3 separate regions of the Sus scrofa genome follow, and regions 1 and 2 are each linked to region 3. The links are chromatin contacts, called in public HiChIP or PLAC-seq maps. All regions are on one chromosome and are shown on one strand. The core of a region is the stretch at or near the end of the contact, and the rest is flanking DNA. Distances in the headings are between cores, read along the strand shown. Region 1 has its middle 55 kb from the start of EBF2. Region 2 has its middle 84 kb from the start of PPP2R2A. Region 3 overlaps DPYSL2 (dihydropyrimidinase-related protein 2).

The links. HiChIP or PLAC-seq counts read pairs in DNA pulled down with a chosen protein or histone mark.
Region 1: an H3K27ac HiChIP or PLAC-seq map of alveolar macrophages shows a contact between it and region 3. The contact joins two enhancer-like sites. A contact is called at or near these places in 1 of 47 Hi-C or Micro-C datasets (embryonic fibroblasts) and 1 of 2 datasets of contacts at active chromatin or transcription factors (alveolar macrophages).
Region 2: a contact with region 3 is called in an H3K27ac HiChIP or PLAC-seq map of alveolar macrophages. The contact joins two enhancer-like sites. A contact is called at or near these places in 1 of 47 Hi-C or Micro-C datasets (embryonic fibroblasts) and 1 of 2 datasets of contacts at active chromatin or transcription factors (alveolar macrophages).

The regions. Positions count from the first base shown.
Region 1 is chr14:10,081,026-10,084,945 of Sscrofa11.1, reverse strand. No RefSeq gene overlaps it. Among named protein-coding and RNA genes, the nearest start is that of EBF2, 55 kb to the right of the region's middle. Within about 2 kb of position 1,790, at least 40 of the 83 cell types and tissues checked have an H3K27ac peak or open chromatin away from gene starts, as enhancers often do. A contact at or near this core is called in alveolar macrophages, where this site is marked.
Region 2 is chr14:10,109,922-10,113,528 of Sscrofa11.1, reverse strand. No RefSeq gene overlaps it. Among named protein-coding and RNA genes, the nearest start is that of PPP2R2A, 84 kb to the left of the region's middle. Within about 2 kb of position 1,883, at least 20 of the 83 cell types and tissues checked have an H3K27ac peak or open chromatin away from gene starts, as enhancers often do. A contact at or near this core is called in alveolar macrophages, where this site is marked.
Region 3 is chr14:10,445,699-10,449,519 of Sscrofa11.1, reverse strand. All of the region lies in intron 1 of DPYSL2 (dihydropyrimidinase-related protein 2), which reads right to left. Among named protein-coding and RNA genes, the nearest start is that of DPYSL2, 19 kb to the right of the region's middle. Within about 2 kb of position 1,684, at least 4 of the 83 cell types and tissues checked have an H3K27ac peak or open chromatin away from gene starts, as enhancers often do. A contact at or near this core is called in alveolar macrophages, where this site is marked.

The DNA of each region.
Region 1 (3,920 bases), core at 541-3,040, 360 kb after region 3:
CGGCTCTGTGAGTTTTACTGGAACTCTGGAGCCTTAAACTGACCCATGGGTGTGAAGTTCTTTAAACAGTTTGACAGGATTTCCTGTTGTGGTGCAACACGATCAGTGTTGTCTTTGGAGCACTGGGATGCAGGTTTGATCCCTGGCCGGGCACAGTGGGTTGAGGATCCCTGGTTACTGCAGCTTTGGCTTGGGTCGAAACTATGGCTGGGATTTGATCCCTGGCCCAGGAACTCTATATGCCTCTGGAGGGCTAAAACAAAGGAAAAAAAAAAAAGTTTGAGAGAAAGAACAAAATCTTTCTACTTTTTAAAGGAACTGCCAAATTACTTGAGTAAAACGAGTTTTCAAGAGATGCAGAGGACTTAGTAGCAGGTGCATAAACCCCTTGCTGAGGGGCACTGGGGTTTGGGGTGAGAGGAGCTAGAATCAAGACCAGGTCCCAGGTGTGTGACTTGGGCCTCCACCTTCCTCATCTGTAGAAAGGCAGTAACAGGAACAGCGCCTAGCAAGGTTGTAGTGAGGATCCAATGAGGTGCTGTGACAGTGTAAAGAAAAAAAAAGGCAATTGTCTTAATTATTAGTGCTTGTCTCTAACGATTTCATTAATTACAATGGAGCATGTAACCCTTTAATTACAAGGATTAAAAGGATGGAAGGGAGTTCCCGTTGTGGCTCAGGGGGTTAAGAATCCGACTAGTATCCATGAAAATGTGGGTTGGATCCCTGGCCTTGCTCAGGAGGTTAAGAATCCAGCATTGCTGTGAGCTGTGGTGTGGTTTGCAGAGGCAGCTTGGATCTGGTATTGCTGTGGCTGTGGTGTAGACAAGCAGCTAGAGCTGCAATTCCACCCCTAGCCTGGGAACTTCCATGTGCACAGGTGCAGCCCTAAAAAGGGTGGGGTGGAATTGCAGCTCTAGCTGTCCCTGGACGCAAAGGTCTTGTGCACTGACAGAAAACTGTAGCCATCAGGGCTCAGTGACAGGCTAGTCCCACCCAGTAAGTGGTAGGGATGGGAGACGCTGGCAAGGAGGGGGTTAAGGGTTCACAGCAAAGGGCCTTCTGTGGAGTAGGAATTGACTTCAAGCGGGCTCTCCAGGCTCTCAGTAAAGGGATGACAGGAGGAAAACAATAGGAATATTCAGTCCTGCTTCTGCGCCTATATCCCAAGCTAGATCTTGGGGGAGGAGCCTGTGCAGGCAAAGGAGAAGTCAGCTCCGGAAGCAGCTGTCAATCAAGTACAATCCTTCCAGCGCTAGCATCTTGGGAGAAGACACTGCTTCCCAAGTCTTTACACCTTTGAGATGGCACCAGAGACATCACGCGGGTGAGCTAAGCGCCCCTCCATCCGTCAGATCTCGCGGTAGGAGAAAAACCGGGAGAGGAGGGCGCTGGCAGCGCGGTCCTCAGCCCAGTGGGAAAGTGGCGGACCCAGCCTCTCAGCTCAAGTCCCAGCCAACCGCGAAGGCGGGCGGGCGGAGATGGAGTTTGGCAGCTGTCCCACTGGGAAGTCTGCCAAGGGAGACTCGGAACGAGCGGCTTTGAGTCTGCCGGGTAGGAATCTCTGCGACAGTGCCCTTGCCTTGTGTCAGTGACTTTTGATTTCCCCAGCTTCTTACAACTGCCTGAACTTGTTTTCTCGCCTGTAATAAATAGGTTGTTAAAATTACATGAAAAAGATAGTAACGAACTTGTTAATTATTCAATAAATAGTAGCTGTCACCGCCAGGGTCACAGTCAGCAGCCCTGCTGTATCATCCGGGAGGGCTGAGTCAGGTCTCCCGGCGGCACCTCGACGTGTCGCAGGCTCTTTGGCTCCCTCGCCTGGGAGGGAGCGGCAATCGTCTTGCTGCTGGTGCAACCCGGAGCCAGAGTGCAGAACCGGGAGGAGAACTCTTTCACGCATCCTTCTTCTCCTTGATTCCCATGCTCCGGGTTGGTCCACCAAAGAACCGGCTTTCTACTGGCTTCCTTGCGATGGCTCTAGTGATGAGAGGACTGCAGGCCCTGGCTGAACCCCATCCCAGACAACCTGCCTGGTTCTCACGCCCCGAATCTCAGTGGTTCTTTAAGAAGGGCTCTTGGGACTCGGTGGGAGGAATTTTTTTTTTCTTTTTCTTTTTTCTTCTTTTTTTTTTGCTACAAAGGGGAACCGCTGGCATTTAATGGGATTTGCCAGTGATGCCAGATACCCTCCAAAATGTGGAATGGTCCTGCACAGCAAAGAACTGTGTGGGCTTTCAGATACCCCACTGGACATCCATGAAATGAAAGGCCATTTATTATTAATTATCTGAGCTAAGTTCTAACCCAGTTGATGTATAAACAAAAACACTATTTTTGGAGTTCCCCATGTGGCTCAACAGTTAATGAACCCCACTAGCATCCATGAGGAAGAGGGTTCTATCCCTGGCCTTGCTCATTGGGTTAAGGATCCGGTGTTGCTGTGAGCTGTGGTGTAGGCTAATGGCTACAGCTCCGATTTGACCCCTAGCCTGGAAGCTTCCATATGCCTTGGGTGCGGCCCAAAAAAGCAAAAAAAAAAAAAAAAAAAAAAAAAAAAAAAGAATTGAAGTTCAGGAGACACAGATTTGGATAAAACTGAAAGAGTGTTCCAGGGAAGAGAAAGAGTAGGGGGCTTATAAAGGCAAAAGCCAGCAGGCGATACTCTGACACAAGAAAGGAAATAGTCATCCATCACGAGTTGTTTCAGGGTAAGGGGGCCAGACAGTATCTTTTTTTTTTTTCTTTTCTTTTTACGGGCTGCAATTGGCATGTGGAAGTTCCTGGCTAGGGGCTGCATCTGAGCTGCAGCTGAGGCCACAGCCAATGCAGGATCTGAGCCATGGCTGCAACCTATGCTGCAGCTTGCGGCAACACTATTTCCTTAACCCCCTGAGTGAGACCAGGGATTGAACCCAAATTGCATCCTCACAGACACTATGTCATGTTCTTAACCCTCTGAGCCACAATGACAACTCCCCAGTCAGGATCTTGAGTTTCAGGCAGATGTTCTGAATGCCTTTGTTAGGACAATAAATAGTCAAAGGAGGGAGTTCCTGTTGTGGCTCAGCAGTAATGAGCCCGACTATTATCCACAAGAATGTGGGTTTGATACCTGGCCTCGCTCAGCAGGTTAAGGATCCAGCGTTGCCGTGAACTATGGTATAGGTCGCAGATGCGGCTCAGGTCTGGCATTGCCGTGGCTGTGGTGTAGGCCGGCAGCTCCAATTCGACTCCTAGCCTGGGAACTTCCATATGCTGCGAGTGTGCCCCCCCCAAAAGTCAAAGGATTAGATTCCATCCAGGCTGAGATGTACCTAAGTCACACTTCCTCAGTGGCCTCCTGGCTCCGTTTTAGAGCTTGCTCAGCAATAGCAATTCGTTTTGGTTTTCCTTTCACACATGAATGGGAGTCTAGCGCCACAAGCTATTCACATTCTAGTTTCGGACTGACCTACATCTGGGTGGGCACACTCAGATATTGGATTTTAATTAAATGAAAAGGCCGAAAGTTTTACAGATATTGTCTCCTAACCAACTGCCGCTTTATCATTCACAATTCCTTAGATCAGCCCCAAAGTCTTTAAGAGTGTGTAATAGCACAAGATTTTAAGCAGGCTCAAATTTGGTTGCCACAATCAGTTATGAAAACTATTTATACTTTTATAAATTAATGTATATGTGTGTGTGTAAATTACATATACGTTTCTGCTGTCAGGCCCTGGAGTGAGTGTGTGGTTGCACTCTGAATGAGAAGGGTACAATATGATCCATGGATGGGGCTGTCATTCCATTTCCTTCCTGTGCCAATATTCCATCACTCCACTGCTTTTTAGCTCTGTGCTTGGAGCTGACGCCAACACAGATGACTAAGAACCTTGGCCTTAAGGAGTTTGAAATCTCACACAAGAGACTGC
Region 2 (3,607 bases), core at 634-3,133, 340 kb after region 3:
GCTTGTCAAGTTTACATACATTGCTTTAAAATCAGGGTCATTGACCAGGATACCAAAAACCCCACCCCAACTCAGGAGTCAAGATAAATCACATTTTGGTGGAATATCTAAAAAAATAAGAATTGGAGTTCCCGTCGTGGCGCTGTGGTTAACGAATCCGACTAGGAACCATGAGGTTGCGGGTTCTGTCCCTGCCCTTGCTCAGTGGGTTAATGATCCGGCGTTACCGTGAGCTGTGATGTAGGTTGCAGACGCGGCTCGGATCCCACGTTGCTGTGGCTCTGGTGTAGGCCAGTGGCTACAGCTCTGATTCGACCCCTAGCCTGGGAACCTCCATATGCCGTGGGAGCGGCCCAAGAAATAGCAAAATAAATAAATAAATAAATAAGAATTGACGCAAAAAAAAAAAGATGAAAATATCAGGATTTTAAGTAAAGATAAGGATATTGGTGTTAGTGATTTTATTTCTTTGGCCTCAGCTTCTCAGAGGCTTGGCCTGGCACTGCTAATCTTATTATACCCTTGGGGTAGGGCCATGTTGTAGGTTGTGACTCAAAAGAGCTCAGCACTGGCATTCCCATTGGGGCTCACCGGGTTGTGAACTTGACAACGAGTATCCACGAGGATGTGGGTGCAATCCCTGGCATCGCTCAGTGGGTTAAAAGATCCGGCATTGCCTCAAGCTGGGTGTAGATTGCAGATGCGGCTCAGATCTGGTGTTGCTGTGGCTGTGGTGTAGGCTGGCAGCTACAGCTCAGTTTAGAACCCCAAGCTCAGCATTTACTCTCCTAAAAGGTAGAGAAGGAATTTGAACCCCAGGACTATACAGTCTATGCTCCATGCTCAAGACTAGCCAACAGCCTAGTTTTGTGGAAGGACCAGGACACTCTGCCTTTTGTTTTTTGTTTTGTTTTTTAGGACCACACCCGTGGCATATGGAGGTTCCCAGGCTAGGGGTCCAATAGAAGATACAGTTCACATCAATGCCAGATGTTTAGCCATTGGGTGAAGCCAGGGATCAAACCCTCAACCTCATGGTTCCTGGTCAGATTCACTTCCCCTACGCCATGACGGAAGCTCTCTTGCTCAGCTGCTGAAATAACCGCATATCATAGGTGCCAGGAGATAATTCATGGAGTGCCCTGACGATATAAGTCACCATGAAGCCTAAAGTCATCGTGTTGGAGTCGGGGGTGGGGTGAGCAAACAGTGACTTCCGCTTGAATGCCAATGAGAAAGAATTAGCCTGACCTGGAGTCCTTAAAAGCCATGTAACCTTTCCTTTTAAATCTCTCAGCGGCAGAGCGCTTTTCTCTGGACCAAAGGTTGATCTTGGAATCACTGAAAGTAAAATACAATCTAAGAATCCTTTTGGAGAGCAAGAGTGTTTTACAAACTCAGGGGAGGTTTCTCCACGCTGTATTTATTTTTTTAAATTGCAATCAAGCCCCTAGAAATCTGAGTTTTGTTTCCAGTGCAGCAGGCTGACCGAAGGAGAAGGGGAGGCCTTTGGATGGGCGGCTGGAGGCATCTGGAATTGTTGTAGGGATCCGTTTTTCCAGGTCCGGGTGTAGACCAGTCTCCGTCCCGGCGAGGAGCCGGGGTGGCCACACCCTCCTCCCGCCTCATCGCTGCACGCGCACTGCCACCTACAGAGCTCGGGAGGCAAGTCAACTTCGTGCCCTGCCCTTCCCTCCTGTGGGACCCGCCTGGCCATGTGATGGAGTCCGATCCCGTTCCAGGGCCTGGACAGATTGCTGCGGAGGACTCCCCACTCATTACCATAACAGGGGCTTGATCTTTCCTTGGGCGGGTTGAAGACACACTAAAAATCAGGTCTCACTTTACCAATTTTATCTAGCTAACATTATCTCCCATCTCAACAAAGCCTCTGCATTTTGTTTTGGCTGCTGAGACTCCCTTCCAAAGGCCTCTTTAGTGCTCAGTACTTAACTTACTTCAGCAAGCTCTGGTTCTCTTTGCTTTATCGCAGATTGTCAAAATATAAAAAAAAAGTTGCTTGTATTTACTGAGGTCCCAGGCTCAATGTTATGTGTTTTACATGCGTCATTTTAACTTAGCCCAAATCCTTTAAACTAGGTACTGGAGTTTTCTCCCTGATGTAGATGTGGAAATAGGCTTAGAAACATTTTGTCCAAGGTCACTCAGCTAGTCAGCTGTGGTGCCGGATTTTAAATCCAGGTGGATTTTATTTTATTTTGCTTTATTTATATTTTTGTCTTTTTAGGGCCGAACCCGCAGCATATGGAAGAAGTTCCTTGGCTAGGGGTTGAATCAGGGCTGCAGCTGCCAGCCTATGCCACAGCAACATGGAATCTGAGCCTTGTCTGCCACCTACACCACAGCTCATAGCAATGCCAGATCCTTAACCCACTGAGTGAGAAGGGCCAGGGACGGAACCCAAGTCCTCATAGATACTAGTCTGGTTCATTACTGCTGAGCCAAAACAGTAATTCCAGATTTTATTTATTTATTTATTTATTTATTTATTTTTAAATTTTCCATTACAGTTGATTTACAATGTTCTGTCAATTTTTTCTGCACAGCAAAATGACCCAATTATACATATATATATATGTATATATATATGTATGTATATTCTTTTTCTCATATTCTATTATGTTCTATCCCAAGAGACTGGATATAGTTCCCTGTGCTGTACAGTAGACCTTATTGTGTTTTTTTGCTTTTCAGGGCCACGTCCTTGGCACATGGAAGTTCTCAGGCTAGGGGTTGATTCGGAGCTACAGCTACCAGCCCACACTGCAGCCACAGCAACACTGGATCTGAGCCTCATCTGCAACCTACACCACAGCTCATGGCATTGGCCGATACCTGATCCGCTGAGCAAGGCCAGGGATCGAACCCACATCCTCATGGATATTAGTTGGATACATTCCTGCTGCACCACAACAGGAACTCCAGGACCTTATTGTTTACCCATTCTAACTGTAATAGTTTGCATCTACTAATCCCAAACTCCCAGTCCATCCCACCTCCTCCCCCGCTCCTTTGGCAACTGCAAGTCTGTCCTTCATGTCTGTGATTCTGTTTCTGTTCTGTAGATATGTTCATCTGTGCTTTATTTTATTTTATTTTTCTGTCTTTTTGCCTTTTCTAGGGCCGCTCCCGAGGCATATGGAGGTTCCCAGGCTAGGGGTCGAATTGGAGCTGTAGTCGCCTGCCTACACCATAGCCACAGCAACGCCAGATCCGAGCTGCATCTGTGACCTACACCACAGTTCACAGCAACGCCAGATCCTTAACCCACTGAGCAAGGCCAGGGATTGAACCTGCAACCTCCTGGTTTCTAGTCGGATTCGTTAACCCCTGCGCCACAACGGGAACTCCGATTTGTGCCATATTTTAGATTCCACATATAAGTAATATGATATGGTATTCCTCTTTCTCTTTCTGACTTACCTCACTTAATATGAGAATCTCTAATAGCATCCATGTTGCTGCAAATGGCATTATTTTGTTCTTTATTATGGCTGAGTAGTATTCCATTGTGTATATGTACTACATCTTCTTAATCCATTCATCTATTGATGGACACTTAGGTCGTTTCCATGTCTTGGCTATT
Region 3 (3,821 bases), core at 435-2,934:
TTCTTCTCAAGCACAGATGGAACATTCTCCAGGAAAGTTCATATGATAGGTAATAGAAAATTCTTAACAAATTTGGGAAGACTGAAATCATGCCATGTATCTTTTCCAACCACAGTGGTATGAAACTAGAAATCAATAACCTGAGGAAAACAGTAAACTTCAGAAATATGTGAAATTAAGCAACACACTCCTGAACAATCAATGACTCAAAGAAGAAATTAAAAGGGAAATTTTAAAATATCTTGAAACAAATGAAAGTGGAAACACAACACACCAAACTTATAGAATCTAGCAAAAGAAGTTCTAAAAGGGAGGTTTATAGTAATAAACACTTACTTTTTAAAAAAAAAATCACAAATAAACAACCTAACTTTATACTCTCAGGAACCAAAAAAAGTCCAGGAGTTGCCATCGTGGCGCAGTGGTTAACAAATCCGACTAGGAACCATGAGGTTGCGGGTTTGGTTCCTGGCCTTGCTCAGTGGGTTAACGATCCAGCATTGCCAAGAGCTGTGGTGTAGGTTGCAGACACAGCTCAGATCCCGTGTTGCTGTGGCTCTGGCCGTAGGCCAGTGGCTACAGCTCCGATTCGACCCCTAGCCTGGGAACCTCCATATGCCGCGGAAGCGGCCCAAGAAATGGCAAAAGGACAAAAAAAAAAAAAAAAAAAAAAAGTCCAAAGTTAACAGAAGGAAGGAAATAACAAAGATCAGCACAGAAATAAACATGAAATAGAGATCAGAAAAACCAATAGAAAAGATCAACAAAAAGAAGACCAGTTCCGTTATGGCGAAGCAGAAGCAAATCCAATTAGGAACCATGAGGTTGTGGGTTCGATCCCTGGCCTTGCTCAGTGGGTTAAGGATCTGACATTGTTGTGGCTGTGGTGTAGGCCAGCAGCTACAGCTCTGATTGGACCCCTAGCCTGGGAACCTCCATATGCCTCGGGTGCAGCCCTCAAAGGACAAAAGACAAAAAAAAAAAGAAAGAAAAGAAAAGGAAAAAAAACCTGTTCTTTTTCAAAAAAGATAAAACAAAATTGACAAACCCGTAGCTTGGGAAACTCAGGAAAAAAGAGAGAAAATTCAAACAAATAAAAATCATAAATGAGGAAGTTCCCGTTGCGGCTCAGCAGTAACAAACCAACTATTATCTGTGAGAATGAGGGCTCGATCCCTGGCCTTGCTCGGTGGGTCAGGGATCTGGCGTCGCGATGAGCTGTGGTCTAGGTTGCAGACACAGCTTAGATCCCGTGTTGCTGTGGCTGTGGTGTAGGCTGACAGTTACAGCTCTGATTCAACGCCTAGCCTGGGAACTTCCATATGCCTTGGGTGGGGCCGTAAAAAGACCAAAAAAAAAAAAAAAAAGTTTTTTTTTTTTTTTAATTCCCCAGCTTTATTTACTTTTTAAATTTTTCTTTTGGCTGTGCCTGCAGCATGTGGAATTCCCCAGGACAGGAATTGAACTTGCCCCACAGCAGTGACCCAAGCTGCCGCAGTGACAACTCCAGACCCCTGACCCACTGTGCCACAAGAGAAATCCTACCCAGCCTTAGTATAAAGAGCTATAACCTACAGAAACAAAAGCTTTTGGGGTCATCAATAATTTTGAAGACTGTGTCAAGCCGTCCTGAGTACACAAGAAGCCGTGATTTAGAGGACAGTGAGAAGAGTGTGAATCAGCAAAGACACTGAGAAGGAGGCTAGTGATTAGGAGGAAACCAGGGATTGCAGCATCACAGAAATCAGAGGCAGTTTCAAAAAAAAAAAAAAAAGAGTATTTAAATAAATGGGTTAAAGGTGGCCCCTCTATCTTAGTCCCTGTTACTTTTTCACTGAACGCTGGGACAGTTGGGTCTAAGCCCACCAGCATGAAACTCAAAATTTCACACATCCAGTTGCTTTAACTATAGCCCAATAAGCATATTTTAACCATTTAGAATCTGCCTGTTTTGCTTTTTTTTTTTTTTTTTTTCCTGCTTTTTAGCGCTGTACACGGCATATGGAGGTTTCCAGGCTAAGGGTCGAATTGGAGCTACACCTGCCCGCCTACACCACAACAATGCAGGATCCGAGGGGCGTCTGCTACTTACACCACAGCTCACAGCAACGCTGGATCCCCAACCCACAACGAGGCCAGGGATTGAACCCGCATCCTCACCTACACTAGTCGGATTCGTTTCCGCTGTGCCACAACAGGAACTCCCTGTTTTGCGTATCTTGAAAAACTGCACCCACTATCTGCAAGCCAAAGATAAAAAACAAAGCTTGCAAATATAAAAGACATCCGGGTGCTGCAGCCCTTCTAGCCTTTGACCCAGAGACACCCAATTGTGCTACCAGGTAACATCACTAGTCATCAGGCCCTAACCGCTCCGCTCAGTACCAAACCCCTCCCCGCCAAAAGTCCCCTGCCCTCTTTCCTTTCTGGCTGGCAGTCCAGGCCTCTGTCCTAGAAGGTCATGGGCTGGAAGGGACTTTCTTCCCTAGCGACTTGTCAAAGCTACACCCAAATAAAGCTCATTGCGTGCTACTGCCATCTAGTGGTCACATTTTCTTAGCCCAGCCCAAAGGTCCTCAAATGCAGTACAATAGGCACCTCGGTAAACTGCCCGGTTATAGAGGAAGATAATGACAGGAAAGTACCCACTGAATTCACTCCGTGGAAAATGCTATGACCGTGACAAGTTTCAGGAAGCTATACTGGAGCCGGTTGAAGACTGAGTCGTGATACCCAAAATAAACAACTCTTAGAAATCAACAAGCAAAAGACAAATATTCCCACAGAAAAATGAGTAACAGTTATAAACAGACTGTTCACAAAAAGAAACACTGGACATGATCAGTAACCATATGGAAATAGGCTCATCAGACAAAGGCAAGTGAAACATGAAACGTATGTGACAGGCAAAGTTTTTTTATTTTTTTTATTTTTATTTTTTTGCTTTTTAGGGCAGCACACACTGCATATGGAAGTTCCCAGGCTAGGGGTCTAAGCAGAGCTACAGCTGCCAGCCTACACCACAGCCACAGCAAGGCAGGATCTGAGCTGCATCTGCAGCCTGTATACCACAGCTCACAGCAATGCCGGATCCTTAACCCACTGAGCAAGACCAGGAATCGAACCCACAATCTCATGGTTCCTAGTAGGATTCTTTTCCACTGTGACATGACGAGAATTTCTTTTTTTTTTTTATTTTTAAATTTTTAAAATTTTATTTCAATTGGTGAAATCACAGGGAAACAAGAATGCTTCTATATGGCTGATAGGCATGTGAAAAGGACAGTCCCTTTCAAGGGAGATTCGAAAGAACCTATAATAAGGTTAGATATGCTTGTCCAGGACCCAGAAGTTTCGCTATCCAGGGCTTACCATAAAAAAACACTCACACTCCCCCAAGAGCAAGTGAACATGTGCAGGATACCCATGAAGCATTGTTTGTTATCAATAAACGCTGGAAACAACAGAAAAAATGACTAAATATGCCATGATATATTCATACTACAAAACAATGTCATGATTAGGGGGACAGATTCTAGAGCCAAATGCCTAGGTGGCATCCTAGAACCAGGATGCGGGGAAAGGTCAAAGTGTGTTTTAGCCTTACCTCTATGTTTAATAATATATTCCTATTGATGTATATAAAGTTCATTTTTTAAAAAAGTAAATGGAGGTGAAGAAACAGAGGAAGCAAATATAGATTAGACTTCAGAAAAATTGGTAAGAAAGGAGTAGAAAAAATGCAGGATCTGGAGAGGATTGTGGGCTCAAGGATCCTTGAGCTCACAGGAACACAGAATCCTTAACCACTGAGTGAGGCC